Linked DNA regions of Triticum aestivum: region 2 is linked to region 1. A link is a contact called in public Hi-C data. All regions are on one chromosome and are shown on one strand. The core of a region is the stretch at or near the end of the contact, and the rest is flanking DNA. Distances in the headings are between cores, read along the strand shown. Region 1 holds the start of LOC123169178 (U-box domain-containing protein 35). Region 2 has its middle 22 kb from the start of LOC123170489.

Region 1 (2,737 bases), core at 98-2,597:
TTAACCTGTCTCTGAGCACACATCTTCTTGTAAGGGAGCAACATGTTCCTCGCTTGCCATTCCAGCTCTTCCCTGTACGCCGATGCCACATCGTCGCGCACTTGCGAGACCGGGATGTAATTGCCCACTGTCATCAGAGGATGAAGAATAGCAGGTCAGATCAGTGTTCTGAATAATTGGCAACGACTAAAGAACAGCAGGTATACCCTTAAATCACAAATTGCCCACACTTGGTACAAGAAAAGCTCATATTCATCAGCCTAACGATAATGCAGTACGCCCAAGGACAAAACTCTGCACTCTGCAGTTGGTGCTCTGGTAGTAGGTATGACCTTGTGACACTGTAACCATAAAATTTGTTCGTAGATGCTGCTACTGTCAAGATCAATTATTGAGAAATATGAAGCTAGCAAAACCAAAACCAAAACCAAAACTAACCCATCCCATTGGCATAGAAATGGCAGTCTGAACTTATATTTTTTAAACTAGCAGTCATAGTAGCAAAAGGTTCGTGGTCTGTTAAAACTGATTTTTTTTTCTTGTTCAGACATCAAGAACAGTAAATTCAGACAGTAGGCAGAGATGAGAGAGAAGACAGACTTGGAGTGGGCACCATGGTGATGGGCGGGCGGACATGGAGGATCCGGAAGAGGACCCTCCCGCCGGGCACGAACTTGTCGAGGGCCCACTTGAGGGCGTGCCTGCTGCTCCTGCTCCCGCTCACCGCGATGGCCACCGTGCTCACGCCGGCCGCCTCCATCTCCGGCGCCGTCTCGCCGGAGTCCTCCTCCTGGATCTCCATCGACATCCGCCCTCCCCTCTGTATCTGTTTCTTCCCCCCTCCTAATGAATCAATCAATCACTGCCCTGCGCAGCCCCAATAACAATTATCAGAAACATTCAGCTCCTCTGGTTCCTGAGGAATCTCAGAGACACGAGGAAAATCACATGACAAGGACATGAACTGCAGCGGCGACAAGACAAGAAAGGAGTCAAGAACTTGGCGCTGGACTGAACTTGGTGTTCCGGGGGGAGAGGCGGGAGGGAGATTCGCTGATGGATCGACCGCGCGTGCGTACCTTGGAGAAGCCATGGATGGGAGGGTGAGGTTGATGATCCGAGGAACCGGGCGAGGAGGAGGGAGGAGGAGGAGTCAGCAGGAGACGCGGACGTGGAGTGAGGACTGAGCTCAGCTGAGAGGGGAGCCGCGATGGACGGAAGGGGCGGGCAGAGGCGTCTCCGGTTAAGTTTGTTGGAACGAAGTAAATTATTGCAACGGGCAAGGTTGGGAGGGTGTGTGTACACGTAGTACGAGATAAATGAATAGCTGATATTGCTATGCTTACCCGCAGATTCACACACGCCTCTGTAATAACCACTCAACCAATGCTAACTCTTTTCCCTCAAAAAAAAAAAAAACAATGCTAGCTCTTGGTTTCCCTCCATGGAATGCATCTCAGATTCATCAGTTAAACGCCAAATGCAAAATATCAAATGATAACGATGCAGAACTATTCGCTAACCGCCCAATTTTTAGAAGACTAGTATTTTTTAGAGAATCAAATACTCCCTCTGATCCATACTAATTTGTACAAAATCGTAACAATTAATATGGATCAGAGGGAGTACATGTGAACAACAACACACATGTGAAACAGGACAATCCCGTCTGGTTCATCTTTTTTTTTTCTTTTACACATTTTGCGACTTGTCTATTTGCTTTCGGCTTACTACGCAAAAAAGAAGAAAAGGTTTGTAATATCGCCGTGCCTTGCAGAAGTGTCATCATTGTGCAAAGTGTGTTGTTGTTTTGTTTTGTTGCATTCGACGCGTTAGTAAGATTGACATGGTTTAATTAGCCTCATTTATATTTTTGGAAAAAGTACTTCATTTTGCCTTGGAATAAATTTTATAAAACATGCCGTAGTGCAGTTCGAACGCGCTACATGATTTTTCATGATTTTCAGAAAACCGTAAATTAGACTTTCATGATTTTTCTTGGGACATGCGCAAACATACCTCATCAAACGCGCAGATGCATGATGTGCATCCACTACATCGAACCTTGTTCCTTCCTGTGAAAGCACTCTCCCCCTCCCCCTCGCCCCTAAGGGCGCGTTTGGTTCCCTGATTCCCCTCGGGATCCCGGCCTTATCCCTAGGGGGAGAAAGCACCGGCCAATCGGACCTCGGATTATTCGGTAGTCAGTTTGGAAGTGCATCGGACGGGGATATCTTGGCCCAATCCATGACATATCCACGGGGGGAGAATCCAGGGCTACGGACATCGGGGACGAAACCCCATCTCTCTCATGCGAACACAAACTTCCTTCATCTCGCGGATCCCCTCGCCTCCTCCAATGCCTTCGTACCGTGAGCATTGATGTCCTGCAAGCGAGGAGCTTCATACTCACGATCTCCTTCCTCCACGTAATCTATCTGATTTGATTCCCCATGACGGCCAAATGGCACCAGAGATATCTCCCTATTGTGAGAGGGGATCCCATGAGCACAGAAAAAATCTCTCCTGGGGGTTTGCTACCCTGGGTTTTCTCTCATCAGCAACCAAATGAGCCCTAAATGTTAAAATAATTCTACATGCACGTCAATCCGCCGATAACAAATAATCGCACAAGAAGATTGAGGACAAGCAGTCACATGAGCACGACACTAAAATTTATTAATGAGGTGCACCAACATGACTATATCCTCGAAGCATGATTACGGTCGCTCATCCC
Region 2 (2,737 bases), core at 135-2,634, 40 kb after region 1:
ATACACCAATTGTAATGATGCACAATATGTATTTTAAAGAAGGTATTTGATTGGAAAAATATTGTTGGAAACAATAAATTTGACTCGAACACAATATGTGATGGTTGCTATGGGAAGCCGAGCCCTCTGGTCATTAGGGATGCAAATTTGGAACCTTGAGGTTACCCTTCAACCCTCCATAATTCAACTAAATGAACTAACTTTCAGAATTTATATTAATTATTTTTGAAATTTTAGTTCATTTAATTGAACTAAGGAGGGTCGGAGGGTACCCTAAAGGTTGGGAATTTGCATGCCTACTGGTCATCAATCTGCCTTGCAGCCCGGAGCTGTTCGACATAGTGATTTTCAGGGTTGGTCGGTCAGTGTACTCACCTGATTTAGCAACATTGTTTTGTAGTTCAGAATCTACCGTGGCATGTGGCTGTAATGCCTTTTGCATTTCCTAATTAGGAATTGTTGATAATGTTGTTTTTCATGCTTTTTGCCTTTTTTTTGCTTGTTCGTCTTTGTTCTAGTCTGAGTGAAAAATGTTGTATTTCTCTATACTAACGTGAAGAAACTGTAGAGTATCATTCGTCGGCTCGAATTTTGCTGGCTTAGTATAAGTGATGTCATATTTTTAGAGTTGTGGACATACCTGAAGAAAGTTGTGGATCATCTAAAACTGGTGCTATTATAAGAAAGTTCATTTATTTTAGAAAATATTCATGACTTCAAAAAAAGTCTCAAAATTCAAAGAAAATCATGATTTTAAAAATATCCATAAATTTAGAAAATAATCGCAAATCTTGAAAATGTTCATCGATTTTAAAAAGGTATTAACATTTTAGAAAAAATCACAATTTATAAAATACTCATGATCATTTTACAAAAATAAGAGACTTAAAAATTCTCATGAATTTTAAAATTTAAAATAAAAGTAGAAAATAAAAAATTCTAAACAAAAGCGGGCCGGCATGAAAGTTCAAAACGAAAACGGGGGATGCACCGGCCCAGTCTAGGCATGGCCCTGTCGCGTTCACCCGAAACAACGTCCGCTCAGCCCTACCCAGTCGACCCGCATAGCTTTCACGCAGGACCCGACCACAAGCATCTAACCTGGAGACCCCTAAAAAAAGCATCTAGCATGGATTGCAAGTTTGCAACTGCTAAAATCTACCCTGGATTGCCTAAAAAAAACATCTAGCCTAGAATAGTGTCTCAAAAAAAAAAACGCAGGACCCGACCACACACACACAAATAATACTGCACGTAGCAGGATGGATATACTACGGATTATGGAAGATGCAGTTCATGAGCGTCGTCGTCACCGTGGGCCGTTGTCGTCTTCGCCGTCGTCCTGGTGCTGGTGGTGTTGTCCTATACTATTCGGAAGAAAGGTCCCGATTCGCCCTGTGTTCACATGGCATCCTTCCTTCCTCGCAAGTTGCGACTTGGATAGATATACATGATTTAATGCGCGTCGTGTTTTTCCCGGAACGTCGTCCACTCCCTCTGGTGGCTAAATTTCATGTTTTGACCCTTTTACGATAGTTTAGCCGGATTTGACCCTGGTCCGAATTTTTTTAGAATCTGATCCTTTTTCTATCGCCATCGTGTCTGATGGTAGGATATAACTACCTACCGCCATGAGCCTTGACGGTAGGACTTAACTGCGCCATCACGTTCATTTAAGGTGGAAATAACCTACCCAGAGTTTTTGGTAGTAGGTTGTGCAACCCTACCGTCAAAGAGTCTGGCGGTAGGCATCGCATCGTAATAGCCTATTGCGCTGGTCATGCATGTCACTAGTGGGACTAGCATGTGGCAGAAAAGTGCACGCCAAATTAACTAGTACTCCTAGTAGGCTCACTGTTACATGCATGTAGCAAGGACTAGCGTGTGGCAGAAAAGTGGGAGTAGTATGTAGGCTATTACTAGGCTCCAAGTTAAGTGTGAGCACGGGCTAGTAGTAGCTCCTAGTAGAGAGATGCATTGATGCATGCGCGTATGTTGCGGAGATAAAAGACAAGCGAGCTCACTGTTACCTGCATGCATGCCTGCTCCTGATGGATGGCCCAAAGTTTAAACGAGTGACTGCAGGATTTATGCATGTGCACGTGCAGAGCCTACTGTCGTGCTCTTTGGCGGTAGGTTTGCACAGCCTACCGCCAAAGACTCTGACGGTAGGGTATTTTTAATGTTAAACAGATGTGACGGCGCAATTAAGTCTTATCGCCGGGACCTCAGCGGTAGGCTGTTATACCTTACCGCTGTCAATTCCGACGTTAGGAAAAGGGTCAGATCTTAAAAAAAAAATCGAACCAGGGTCAGATCCGGCTAAACTTTCACAAAATGGTCAAAACACAAAATTTTGCCCCCTCTGGTCAAGACTCGGGACGGATCATTGTTTCTACCGGGGCAGGTTTGTCTGCCTCATGTTGGGCAGTGCCAACGTTGCCCGGGATCGTACGCGAGAACGTATGCGTGTGCGCACGCGTATATTACCTTGACAGTTGATGAATAGATCGGAAGTTATTCTCGTAAAAAAAAAGAACGTCAGTTTTTAGTCATGATAAATCAAACGTTTCTTCATGCCAAGTTGTATTCATCGAGGATGACAAATTTGGTTGGCGGGCATGACAAATCCGTCTCAGTTCATTTTTGCCAAAAAAAATGTCATACCCGCAGACTAAAATTGTCATTTTTGCACCAATATAAATTATCATGAAAAATGTTTAATTTGCCATGTCCA

The links. Hi-C and Micro-C count contacts between places; a contact is called where the count stands out from the background.
Region 2: a contact with region 1 is called in a Hi-C map of leaf, with 2.6 times the contacts expected there. The contact joins the enhancer-like site here to the promoter of LOC123169178 in region 1. A contact is called at or near these places in 4 of 5 Hi-C or Micro-C datasets (leaf, root and an unstated tissue) and 1 of 1 datasets of contacts at active chromatin or transcription factors (leaf).

The regions. Positions count from the first base shown.
Region 1 is chr7D:48,384,758-48,387,494 of IWGSC CS RefSeq v2.1, forward strand. LOC123169178 (U-box domain-containing protein 35) reads right to left here and starts at 1,348. Exons shown (of 9, transcript XM_044587027.1): 1 at 1,080-1,348; 2 at 601-867; 3 at 6-127. The coding sequence starts at 808. LOC123169182 (a long non-coding RNA gene) reads left to right here. Exons shown (of 3, transcript XR_006484673.1): 1 at 1-200; 2 at 276-325; 3 at 548-687.
Region 2 is chr7D:48,424,632-48,427,368 of IWGSC CS RefSeq v2.1, forward strand. No RefSeq gene overlaps it. Among protein-coding and RNA genes, the nearest start is that of LOC123170489, 22 kb to the right of the region's middle. Within about 2 kb of position 1,385, at least 6 of the 8 cell types and tissues checked have an H3K27ac peak or open chromatin away from gene starts, as enhancers often do. A contact at or near this core is called in leaf, where this site is marked.